2 separate regions of the Drosophila melanogaster genome follow, and region 1 is linked to region 2. Evidence: chromatin contacts called from public Hi-C data. All regions are on one chromosome and are shown on one strand. The core of a region is the stretch at or near the end of the contact, and the rest is flanking DNA. Distances in the headings are between cores, read along the strand shown. Region 1 overlaps htt (huntingtin). Region 2 has its middle 6.3 kb from the start of Or98b.

What was found. Hi-C and Micro-C count contacts between places; a contact is called where the count stands out from the background.
Region 1: a Hi-C map of the Kc167 cell line shows a contact between it and region 2, with 2.2 times the contacts expected there. A contact is called at or near these places in 10 of 107 Hi-C or Micro-C datasets (the Kc167 cell line, the S2 cell line, embryo and 4 more).

The regions. Positions count from the first base shown.
Region 1 is chr3R:28,731,535-28,737,996 of dm6, forward strand. htt (huntingtin) reads left to right here. Exons shown (of 29, transcript NM_001276112.2): 28 at 680-948; 29 at 1,667-3,282. The coding sequence ends at 2,080. AstA-R2 (Allatostatin A receptor 2) reads right to left here. Exons shown (of 4, transcript NM_079820.3): 4 at 5,575-6,112. The coding sequence ends at 6,017. Among named protein-coding and RNA genes, the nearest start is that of AstA-R2, 10 kb to the right of the region's middle.
Region 2 is chr3R:28,355,324-28,361,690 of dm6, forward strand. No RefSeq gene overlaps it. Among named protein-coding and RNA genes, the nearest start is that of Or98b, 6.3 kb to the left of the region's middle.

The sequences.
Region 1 (6,462 bases), core at 2,912-5,411, 380 kb after region 2:
AAAGTTGGCGCGGCCAGAAGGCGGCTGAGTTGGGTTACGGGTGGTTACGGGTGGCTCTGGGTTAGGCGTTAGGGGGTGGCCAAGCTGGCCAGGTGGATCAGCTACCGCTCCACTCGCATTGTAAATAATTCGATGCCGCTAAGCCACAGTAAGCAGCACACGGGCTGTGGCTTTCAGCGGTCTCTGGTCTCTGGTTCCTGGTCTCTGTTCACCATCATTTTTCACCTGGCCAAAGGAACGCACATTTATTGTTGGTGACCTTCTCCACCAGTTGCGGGCTTAATCGAACAACTCTAATCTATGCCCTGTGTATGGCCAATTCTGCTCAGCTTCAACTTTTGGTTCCGCTTTTTTGTTTAGCTTTCAATTTGATGCTTTGGCCATGGGAGAAAGTTTTGGCTAAAAGCATCGGTGCTGGAAAAAATCCATAAAATTTAAATGCAAATTTATGTACGTGTGTGTCCTGGGGAATCAGTGGGCGAGTGTATAAGTGTAGTGTGGGGAAATGGAAAAATGGAGGGCAGTGACAGCACTGGCGTGTGAAGGACCCCGAGCATGTGAATAATGGCCATCGGCATTTGGCTTAAAGGCTGCCTTGTTAATTAGAAAGTTTCACTTTCTTCCCTTTTTCTGCATTCTGCGAATGACTTACATATTTTCCATTTCATTCCATTCTCAGGCTCGGCTGCCCAGCTGGAGAACACGGAGCTGTCGAACGGAATTGTCCAGGATGACCCGGAGATAATCGCCCAGCAAAACGATAAAGTCGATATACTTTTGCATTGTATTAAATCATCGACTCGAGATGCCGCCTGGATTTATGGACAAGTGCTGTGCCAAATTATTCGTGATTTAGTGCCACCGAATGAAATATTGACGAAGGTCATAAAGGAGTTTCTGGCCATAAATCACCCGCACTGCGATGTTATTGCCATGATTGTATATCAGGTGAGTGCTGTTGGCCAAAGATCTAGCAAAGGTAAAGACGTTGGCCATTCGTGCGTGGTTGCTTCGAACACACACACGGATTCCCATGCTGGGTGGCATTTTACGAGTCCCGGATCCAGGACCTCGTCCTTGTCTGGAGACCGGAACGGAATGGGGCCAATGCAGCGCTAATGTTTGCCCTGGCCACAAGTCGAAAGGGTAAAACACTTGCCAACTCCATACCCACTGCCCACATGAGTGTGCGTGTGCGACTGTGGAATTTTGGCAGCTTGAAAATTAATGGAATTCATGGCTACAGCTTGGCCTCCGTCCAGGTGCGTGGGTCAATGCGAGGAGCCGAAGCCATCGCCTACTGGCGTCCACTGTGGGGCCATAAAAATGTTTCATTAGGTTCAAGGTTAGCCAGTGCGGTGGGCGCGTGCATGGAAATTAATAAAAACAAGCTCGGAAGCCAACGGGGCATCCCGGGATCCCAAAGCGGCACAATTCGCACTGTCATTCGCAGGGCCGGATTCCCCGGCTGCGGAATTTCATTAGCCAACTTTCTGCCACAAAGTATGCTGCTGACTGCAGTCGACTTTTGCGGCCCGCCGACGAGGCACCTTTCGAGCAGCACAATAAAATTTAATTTCCGTATTGTCGGCTTGGTTTTTATTTAAGCATTTCGTTGGCAGCTCTTAACCCGCTCCCCAATCTGCTCTGCTCCTTTACTCCGCAGGTCTTTCGCTCCGCCATCGACTCGTCGTACCTGCAGATGCTCCAGGACTGGCTGATCTGCACCCTGCCAACGTTCCTGGACCAGCCGGAGCAGCAGGGTGTCTGGGGCCTCAGCGTCATCTTTTTATCCGCCTCCATAAATCTGCATTTGATTAAACTATTTCCGCTAGTGCTCGGCATCGGGGCATCCAACTCTGCGGCAGCAGCAACAACAGCGACAACGGCAACAACTGAGGCAGAGGCAGCAGCTCCGGCGATGGCCCGAAAATTGGGTCAACACGAAATTGCATTGTTCGTGACAGCTGCACAAGATTTCCATGCGAAATTGAGTGGCGAGCAGCGGCAGCGTTTCCGCGAGGCCTTCGGCAGCTTCAAGCGAAGTCAAGTCTATGGCCGGATGTTGCAGTGCCTGTGATATGATACGCAGATACCATACCATACGATACGATGCGATGACTAGGTATCGGGTCCCAGCCGTAGGGAAACCCAACTATTTATCTTGCGTTTAATTCCCAATCGCAGCTAAAAATAAAAAGAAAGGAACGCCGAGTTTGGCAGGCGGCTAAACTTGCTGCAAAGACAAGCGCAAGCGTGAATAACTAATTGCCCCAAGCTGCGGAGAAAGTTTAAGCGGATGTCCCTCTTCCTTGCGTTTGTACTACTTCATCAACTCGAAGGACCCTTGCAGACCCCAGCGAATGGAAAGTTTTTTAATAGTTGGCGAATACAAAATTAATTTATGCTTTACATTATGTGTAACTAATATTTAAATTATTGCAAACGAATGTCCGCCACCACGGCCCGCAATTCCTAATCTGGTCGAAAGTTTAACGAGGCCAGCAGCGAGCGACCCGCAATTAATTCCTGCGGCTTTCGACAAGGACCCAGAACACGGAAATTATGTTCTTCTCAGTTTTCGGCTAAAGTTGATCATTTATTTATTATGACGCTGCCTGCTGGGCAAGAAATAGAATACCGGCCGAAGGACGCTAGTGGGCATTAGTATGCGCCTTAGCCAATTGCCGGCTAATTCCCAATCAAAATTACTTAAAAATTCCATTATGCAAACGCAAGCCCCACGCTTTGTACTCCTACTGTAATCAAAATAATAACCATATTGTTTAATGAAATAAAAATTGCTATTAAAACGAGTGCGGAACTGTGTCGTCAGCTACTTGGGGCGTATGGAAATGGAATGTTTGATTTTTGAAATGCATAAAAGCTGAGCCAAGTACTTTGCCAACTAACCGAGAAATTCGTTTTTTGGATTACCGAGCTGTATGCAAATCGGTTCGAACTTTTGCGCTCTTACCTGCCATCCTGGCACATGTAACGTGGATCCGGCTCCTGAGCGTTTTCTACGTTCTACCGTCTTAACAACAAAGCGCATTAAAGTTGACAAAATGTTTCGTCCTCAAACTATCGCCGAAGTGCTGGACTGGAAAAAAAGTTTAACTATCCGAATTTTGCGTGAATATCTGATGCCCTGGGAAGTAGGCAAGCTTATAGTTTGTCATTTGTTTTTATCTTATAAAGTTTTCTTTCGTTATAACATAATTTTGGTCGTTCTTACTAACTAGTATTTTGTTATCCTGCCTAAAATCACAATAAAAATGCAAAGATAAATGGAAATAGTAATTAATTACAAATTTACTGAGGGAAGGTTTATAACAATGAGTCATGGATAAAATTTATATCGAGGGTATTATAACTTGGATGTAGAGTATGCAAATCCTCTCAATGCGTAACGGTTTTGCCGCCTGCGTATGATTGTGTTTGTGTACCGAAATTGACAGATAAACTTTAGCTTCCACTGTGTGTGTGCATGTGTGCGTGCGACAAGGACGGAAGATGGCTTTTGTGTGCATGCAAAGCTTGCCGGAAATTTGCCAGTTCAACGCGAAACGACAAAAAGCCGGTAGAGAAAAAAATGGAGAAGGGAAGTTGCAGCACACACCGAAATGAACTGCAAAGCTGTTCAAAGTTGTTTTTCTGTTTTGGCGCGACCGCATTATGCAATCGAGCGGAGGTGGGCGTGTGCGTATGTCTGTATGTTTATGTGTCTGCCCCCCTCTAACTCCCACGCGCTGGTGCTCTCTCGCTCTGGCGCACTGATTCGATGTCAAGACAATGTGGCTATTGTCGCCATTATGCCGCACGCCAAGAGGCAATTTGGCCAATGCCTTGGCCATAAACTGCAACATTTGGGCTATCAGCATTTGGTTACGCTTCATTTGGCCACAGAACCGTAGTGCCACTCCCCACTCCCCCTTTTGCGCCGCCTCGTGGGCTTAGCAGTGTGAGCATGTGACTGACCGGAAAGCAGGTGGGCAAATTAAGTAGCCGACCCGTATGCCGCCATGACCTACGCTCAGAAGGCGAGTGGCTCGAATGAATGAAAGTAGACTGCGTGGGTGGTGTGCCACTTTCATTCGTTCCGCTTGCTCTCTGTCGCTGTTAACTGTAAACTCACCACTTTTCGGAGTCCTTCTCTTCGCCAGTGCTCTCTTAAATAAGGATGGCCGAAATGGAAACGGGACTGTTACCGCGTAGACTAGGTCAGTGGAGTAACAGTCCCGATTCCAGTTCGTTCCACACACACGTAACCGTGAGTCCTTGTAATGCAGGATGCGCTGCGACAGCACAGGATATGGAGCAATATCTTAATACTCCGATGGCTTTAAGCGGGAAAGCACGACGAGCGGGGCGACAACTGTTACACTCACAGTTATGATTATTGTTATTATGATAATGCCAGCAGCATGAGCAGTCCTTGTTGTTGTTATTCTGCTCAGCTTTGGCGTTATTGTTTGGCTATTTGCTCGGTGGGGAAACGAATTATCTGTGGGGCAAGCGGGTGTCCCAAAGAAATCACTGTAAAAAAGCATCAAATAGGGTGGTTATCAAATAGCGTTTAAAATCAGTTTTGGATTACCACGCTTTTTCCTGAATCGAAATACTAAAAGGTATTTTTGTACAGCTTTTTCCCTTACCAGCAGCCATTTGAAGGAATTTAGTTTTTTCTGAGTGTACACCAGGGCAGCAAAACTTTGGCTAGCGAAGCGTGCGCGTTTATGGCGCCAATAGTTAGTTGCCCAGCTTTATTTTGCCGACTTCCTGGTGCTCTCGAATCGATCCATTGGTTTTCCCGGCTCATTTGCAAAGACACTTGGAGCCCGGTCGCCACCTGGGCCCGCACTCCTTGATGCTCATTTGAAATTTTGATTACGCTGGCAACGCGCCGAAGAGGAACCTGTCAGCGACTGATACGCATTAATTACGTTACCTGGTGTAAAAGGCAACGCCTCGACTCTAGACAGGGCCGCTTATTAAAATTGAATAAATTATGCAAAAGTGCGAGTGGCCAGGCAGCGCGGAAAACGGGAGCCCCCACACACATACATATACTATACGCCTCGGCCCGATCCGCAAGATGGACAACGCATAATTAATTCCGGTCAGTCGCCAGCGTCAAGCGAAATGCAATCAGCATCTTAAGCTGCCAAAGTCAGGACTCCACCGACATCGCAGGACCTTCACGAGGAGTACTACTCACGTCACTCATGTGATGACAGCCCCTGGCTCTCGTTGGAAAGAGATCTCTTCAGGAGGAGATATCATGGGTGGGTAGATGAGGCCCAAGAATAAATGAATGCATGATTGAGTGAATGCGAGTTCGATTGATTGCACAAGTGCCGCAGTCAATCGAGGGCGATTTCAATGTGGCATCGCGAATATTCGACAAGTATATCAATTGCATGTTTCACGCGCCACTAAATACCAATTTAAAAGCCGGCAGCTAAATTTGCATAGTTTTATGCGTATGGTATTAGTTTGTGCAAATACCCCATGAGCTGCAGGCTAACATCTGTCGGTTTTGTTAGCTCCATTCAGTGAAAATCATAAATTGCGTGGTTGTTGTGTTATTTAATTCCTTAACGGTTTACGCAAATAACAAACATGGTTAACAATATGGCTTACGTCAAGGGAGCTTGTATAACACATTGCATTCCGATTAGCATTATAGCATTATATACCATTAAAAATAATTTAGGGAAATTCACTGTCTATAATTATAATGTTTAGTAAACAGTGCAGCCTGTATACACATCCACTTTCAAAAAGTATTATATGTAATGCTACAATAAGAGATAAATAAGCATCGTAGCTCAGTAATACACAAAAGATACAGACAAGCATTTCATTTAATCTAATTCAATATTTACAAAGTCCTTATATCTTAACTCTAGTCATTCGAAGAGCAAAAATCCAATGCAGCGGTCGCTTGCAGTCCATTGATGGATTGGTCCCGGGTATTTATCCACTTGTGCCCTCAAAGATTTGCTGACCCTTAGAGTCCAGTGGTGGAGGTCCTGGCACAGGACGTCTTGCGCGGCGGCGGCAAATCAGATGTGTAGTTCTGGTATCGAGAGGAGCAGTTAACGGCCTGCAGGAACAGAAGGAGAGGAACTGAGAATACTAAGAAAATGTTGAGAAATTGACAGGACTTAATGCGAAAATATACACAAAGTACCGAAGGCCCAGTGAATTCACTGTTCGGCCACAATATTTGATTAATGACGTGTTTTGATGCAGAGTCACTTTGGTGGCGCTTCGTTTGGGGAAAGTGGGAAATGGGGCATGGAGCGAAAGCTATTCCCATGTCAAGGCCCCTGGCTGCGATTGTTGCCGTCGCTTTGCATTTGAATGATTAGATTTGATTCAATATTCAATTATTAAAGTGGTTTGAGGTGTTGAAATGCCGGCAGACAAGCATCGAATGGCCCAGTTGCCTGG
Region 2 (6,367 bases), core at 2,953-5,452:
GGTATTTTAATGCCGCTAATTTATGTGGTCAATTGTTTTTAGTTTTAACGAGCATTCCGGCCATTTTTTATTGCCAAATGTCCGTTCAACTCGACCGATTGAATCACCGCCACAGGACGCTTTCTCATTTTTGCTTCTCTTTGCGTCGGCTTAAATTTTTCTGTGGCGAAGTTGATTTTCCTCTTATATAACTGCTGAAATAACTTCCAATTATTTCTGTGAACACACATGACTTTAAGCCAAGTTCAGGTCCGGGTTGTACCCTCAATTAGAGCATAAATATCAACTATTGCGCATACGACCCGTACACTCTGCACAGCGCCTGCCATTGTGCATATATGCGTATGTATATGAAAGGCAAATGAATTCATTTATGTAGATTGCCTGGTAAACGGCCGAAACGAAAATAGTTTGAATGGCTGTCGGCCAGATAGATGAAGCCATCTTGAGGCGCCCGATAGCACATCAGCATGGCGAGTTTTAAATTTCTGCTGTGCAGGATGCACACAACACACAAAGGTGGGCCAACGACTTCTTGTCGAATGCAGCATGAGTTCGGCATTGTACACGAAATTGTTATAAAGAGCTAACCGGATATTTTCGGAATTTTTAATTAATTCGTCTGCACTGGCCCCGACTTACCGACCAACCAACAGCAATACATACACAGGGCTGACTACCTACCTACCTACCTACACATATCCTGGAGCTGTTGTCCGGTGGCGAGCTGTCCTTGCGTCCACTTTCGTTGCTGCAACTTGCAAGTCAGGCAGCTCTGCAAGTGACCACACTCGGAAAAATATTGCCTATAGCTTAAAATGGGCTTTAATTTTAGGCAAAGTAATTGGATTTCTGTTTGACTTGGTTTCTTAGTTTCCTTTGAGTTGATTTCAATTAGGTAATCTAGCGAAGAAAAGGGATCTTTCTGAGCTTCAGAAGTTTTGTTTTTTTTTTTTTTGTGACATTATTTGAGGCAGGCCCTTTTTGTTCAGTGCACTTATGTTCCATTTGCTGTTGTAGCCATTGTCAGAGAGCGAGCGAGGCGAACTGCAACAATTTTCGGCAATTGCTGTCCTGCCAGGACACTGGGACACACTTGCCCCCTTGTGCTGCTACTGCTACTGGCACTGGCACTGGTACTGGTACTGGTACTGATTCTGCTCTGCTCCTGCTTTGTTGCTGCTCATTCATTGTGCAAAGTTTGTATAAATTTTTGATTTCTTTACACAAAATGCTGTGCATGTCTCTCCGACTGTCTGATGTCCTGCCACTGATGCTCCAATGTGGTGGGGGGGGGGCGCTTGTAGGGGGAACCTTCGGCCCCCCAGTGAGCCACCAGCCCCTTCGTGTTACCATCCTCCTTCGGCTGATGCTTCTTTTGCTGCCTTTCTGCTCTTGCTGCTGGCACAACACAAATGCCATTGATTGAGTCACATCGCCTGGGCATATAAATCTCCACCGATGGGGTGTGGCACGCTCTCGACTTGTGTCAGAAATTCCGGGCTGCCTACCTTAAAGTTTTCGCCGTGCTGAGTCACTGTCACCGTCACATTTTCATCCTGATCCCAGACCATCGTAGCATCGAAGTCTGCTGCTGTGGCGTTTGGCGTAACTTGGCCGATGATTTCGTTATTGTTCGATTGACAATAAAAAATCAACTGAAAGTTGCAAAAGGCACAAACTGTCATTGAATTTGCGCACACACACAGAGATACACGGCCACATACATGTGCAGGGTCAGGATGGCCAGAATTTGGTTCCGGAGGAGTTGTAAGCATATAAAAATAAGTCGCTTGGGGATTCCCCCCTCAACTTTACCCTAACCAATTCGCCCCTGGTCCACCGAAAAATGTGTATGCAAAAATGCAATAAGCGAGCACAGCTTAAATAAAATGCATTTCAATGATTGCATTTTGGATTAAAGCAACAAACATTCGACAGGGCACAACAATAACATCGAGAACAGTCGACAATTCTTTGTGCAAAACCTGCATACATACTCGTACTATATACAGTACCCCATGCCCATTCCCATGCATATTTATTAAAACTTTTCACTTTGCTTTTTAACGGCAGCCAAATGGAACTGACAGACATTGCATATCTCTCAGCTTGCTGCTCCGTTTAGGTTTAATGAAGTGCAAACAAAAATATTTTCAATTAGAGCCAAGGCAAACCGAACCAAACCAAGCCAAACCGAGCAGCAACCGAGAAAACCAACGACCTAAAACGAAATGAAAAGGTAAAAGTCGAAAATATTTGGGCAGGTGAACAGCAAGTGAACGGGTAAGCAGGTGAAAAGGTGAACAAGTGAGTGGCATGCAAATGCAGCTAGGATCTGCTTCTGGATCTGGAAACCGTGGTGCACTCACCTTAAGCCCGGCTTGCTGTCGGCTTTTGGGCGGGTCAGATGTACGCCCCGTTTCGTGGCCAACAAAGTGCTGTCAGCCAGATGGATTCCCGATCCTGGCCAAAGGCAAAAAGCAGAAGGCTTCCAAATATCGCCAGGATAATCCGGCACACACCACGTGCTTGATTTATGCCAAAAGTCTGGGGCTCCTTCGCCTTTTGTTTGGCCGACGCGTCGACTAAACATTCAATAAATAAGCGAAGGCAAGAAAGCAAATTACGATTCGCTGATGTTTTTACGACAGCGACGTGCCCATTTAAAAGTGTTTTTGATTTGTGTTGCCAGTGCCGCTTGCGGCACATTAAATTTATATCCAAAGATTTCACGCACTCCTAATTTATGTGGCGTGGCCAAAAGTCGTTGTTGCAAGTAATATTCCGTAATATTCCGCCGCCCGGCCAACTTTATTATTATGATATTCATCCATGCCATCACTTAAGCGATGACATTTTTATATGCGACCATCAAAAACAAAAGCGTTTTCGTTCGCAAATTGTTAACATAACGATTTTATGCCAAGGCGTAGCAAATGAAACTATTTCACTAAATAAATGGAAACATGTAAGTGTTTATCGCATCGAGCAGCGTCATTATACGATGCCAAGATGCTACGTACCTTAATTGCAGGGAGATGCTTTACAAGTTTGAAGTTTGTTTTGGATTGTGGCTCACAATTTGTCAGGATTACAAGTGTGCGGCTAGAAAACTGAAGTTTATTTAGCACAAATAAACTGTCCTTATTAAATGTCAACATGGATGCAAAGAATAAGTTTAACCGAAAACTGCAGCTAACTCAGAGCTACGAACTTCTGTTATCCTTTAAAATCAAATTGATCAAAATATTCTGTCCTCACAAATCAATACGAATTTATCTTCTTGGCATCATTATATTACCTTCCCCAATCACTGATATCTTCAATGCAGAATTAAAGTTATCCCTGCACACATCGACCTTCATGAAGGGTATGTATAAGTACCCTTTCGGCCCAACATGCCCCTCCACGCACACGGTACTTCGGCAGCAACAATTTGCAGAAGTTTTCAACTTTCGGCTCGCAATTGTTGTTGCCACTGTGCTGCACCCTCATAAGTATTTTTTGTTATTCGCAACGCTCAGAGTTGTTGTTGCTTTCAGAGTCGCAGGCGTAGACATATAGCCATAATGCTCACCTGAGCGAAAGCACGGCAAAAAATATACGAAAATTTGCATGAAATCGCTTAAGTGCTTTTGCCATAACTTTACAAGAGGAGCGGTTCCTGCGGAGCAAGGACGAGGATCGGCGGGCGTGGAGCTTCAGGGCCCCACAGCAAATGCTGTTGTGAGTTTTGCATAAAAGGCAGCTACAAAAAATTGTTTGGCTGTTGCTCGTCGGGTGTATAAATAAAAAGTTTTGCACATGTGACGAGCAATAAATGCAGCAAATTAAACAGAATTCAACAAATTAAATCCGCAACAGTTATGGGAGTCATTTGCAGCGTTGTTTCCCTCGTTATTTCGCTGATGTACAGCCATTTAAATCTGCCACATCGTTTCGCTGGCGAAAGCTTCCGCATTGAGTGGAGTGTAGTAGTCATCTTTTGTGGCCAGGACCAAACAGCCTTGAGCTGTTGCGACGACACTGAATCAAACTTAGAATAAGCAGCAAATGCTCTCATGTGCTTCCGTGTCCTAGCACTTCCTCCTCCTCCTCCTCTTCTCTTCTTTTTAGCGACCTGTCAAGCCATCCATCTAGCCAGCTATCCATACCCTGGCTGTATCGCCAGCTTCACGTCCTGAAAGCATCTGTTTCGTCCTTCCTCACCTGCAATCCTCTTCATTTGCTGCTTTTCTTCCACTTCTACCTGGCTGCATTGTCTGCTGTGTGTAACTAGCTCCGGGCGCCATGTGTTTTGTAATTTCCTTTCCTCTCCGGACTGTTGCCACTTTCTTGGCTTCACTTCCACAATTCCAGGTGCATTGACCCACTGACACAATCTAATCGCCCACTCAGCTGAAAAAGTAAATGTGAGCGAAAAATGCCATCTAGCATTGAGAAACAGTTAACACAACCTAAAACTCAATCGAAACTAACCATATCTATCTTGCAGATAGATAGTAACATAAACGAAATGATAAGATTACGCAAACAGAGCAAAACCATCATATCTTATCTACAAATAATATGTTGTAGGAGTACCTTTGACGATAAGAAAACTTAAAGATTATTTATATCCCTTTAAATTCATAATTTGATCAACTTATGTTACAATATTTTACCCATTCCCCTGCAAATTAATTTTGAATTTATATGGAAATACGGAAACAATTAAATTTGACAAAATGCACGCTGAAGTGGGTGGGAAATGCGCTGCGTGGCGTGCTGCCCACTGGCCACTGGCCACAACTGAGTGGAAAAACTCAAATGAAATTTAATTAGTGCCAAAATGTGGATACGTTTTCACTAATGACACGGCAAACCAATTTACTTGCGGCTCAGCACGTCGGTCCCTCGACGCCCCACTGTCACTCCACCGCGCATATTTACTAGCATTTATATGTGTTTTGCGGCATTTATGGGGCGAGTTGGTTGGTCTGTGACCCCATGACCCTATCGTTTTAATTCATTGCGTTTGCCGATTCATTTGTTTGTCGTGAAAAGTTTTTGGCAGTTGACCCAACGGTTCAACGGTCCAACGGTGGGCGGTCCAAATTCGCTTGTTTGCTGGGAAGCAAGCAAGCTTATCATTGATTTTATTGGCATAATCAGCGTGAAAATTTGCGTTACAAACTTTTTGGCAAACGGCCACGCCCCTGAATGCGATAAACATTTATCTTCATTATCAAATTTGCGGCATCCCGTTTCGTCTGAAGCCAAGGATTCGGTTGCCACCTCTGCATCCTCGTCCTCGTCCGCGTCCGTGTCCTCGTCCTTTCCTGTTGTCTGTTGGGTTTTTTTGTCGAGCGGTTTGGACGGTCCGGACAGACCGCCTTCGCCATCATCATCATCGTTGGCAGCTTAATGAAAAACTTTTTGCCTCTCGCGCATAACCCTTTTTAATTTTTATTAAGCAGAAAATTGCCTGCCGGCCAGGGTCCTTCTTTCGCCCCAAGTCCTTGGGGGCTGGGAAAATGGTATGGGCACGGCACGGTTCGGTACTGAGAGGAAAAAAATGTAAGCGGAAAGTAGCATAAAAATAACAACAGGCCAAGTGCGTGGCCTTGGCTTCACGGACTTTCGCTGCGCTACCACAGGAGAATAAATTCGAAAATAAGAAGTAAGCCCTTCAAGGATATGGCAGATATAATGGGAGTTCTGGAAATTATGGTATCCCTAAGGGAAAAATATTATTTAAAAATTAAATAAAATTAAAGTACTTAAAAGTATATTGTAATTTAGTTATTAGCTATCACATTTAACTGATATTAGTTAAGATTTAGATTCAAATATCTTGGTATCCGCCTTAAATTAACAACTGCAGCATGCTCGAATTTCCCCTTCGCTTGGCCTAAACCCGATTATATGGCCCGTTTCAGTTAGGCCACTTTGCTTTATCAACTTTTGCCTTGTTTATTTTGCTTTGCATTTTTTGCGTTGTTGTTCTGGTTGTTCTCACAAAATCTTTGGGCCACCATTTTAAGCTGATTCGCAGCGCAGCCCGAAGGAGCGAGCGGCGGTGGGTGGAAAGCTGGGAAAGCAAATTAGGAGAGAAATAATTGCTTTCTTATTAGACCCCGAGTTTGCTCGAAATATTTTCAATCAATGACGAGGACATGGACATTGAAACGAACGCTTTTCCATTGGCTGCACGTGTCGCCTGTTTGCAGTTCATTACTGCTAGCTCATTCATCAGTTGATTGTGTTGCTATTGCATGCACAATGTACATGCCTTGGTGCCACAATGAATATTTAAATAATTCCCCGCTTGCTGCTATGCTACATATACTATATGCTTATTTTTTTTGCAGCGGCAGCATTC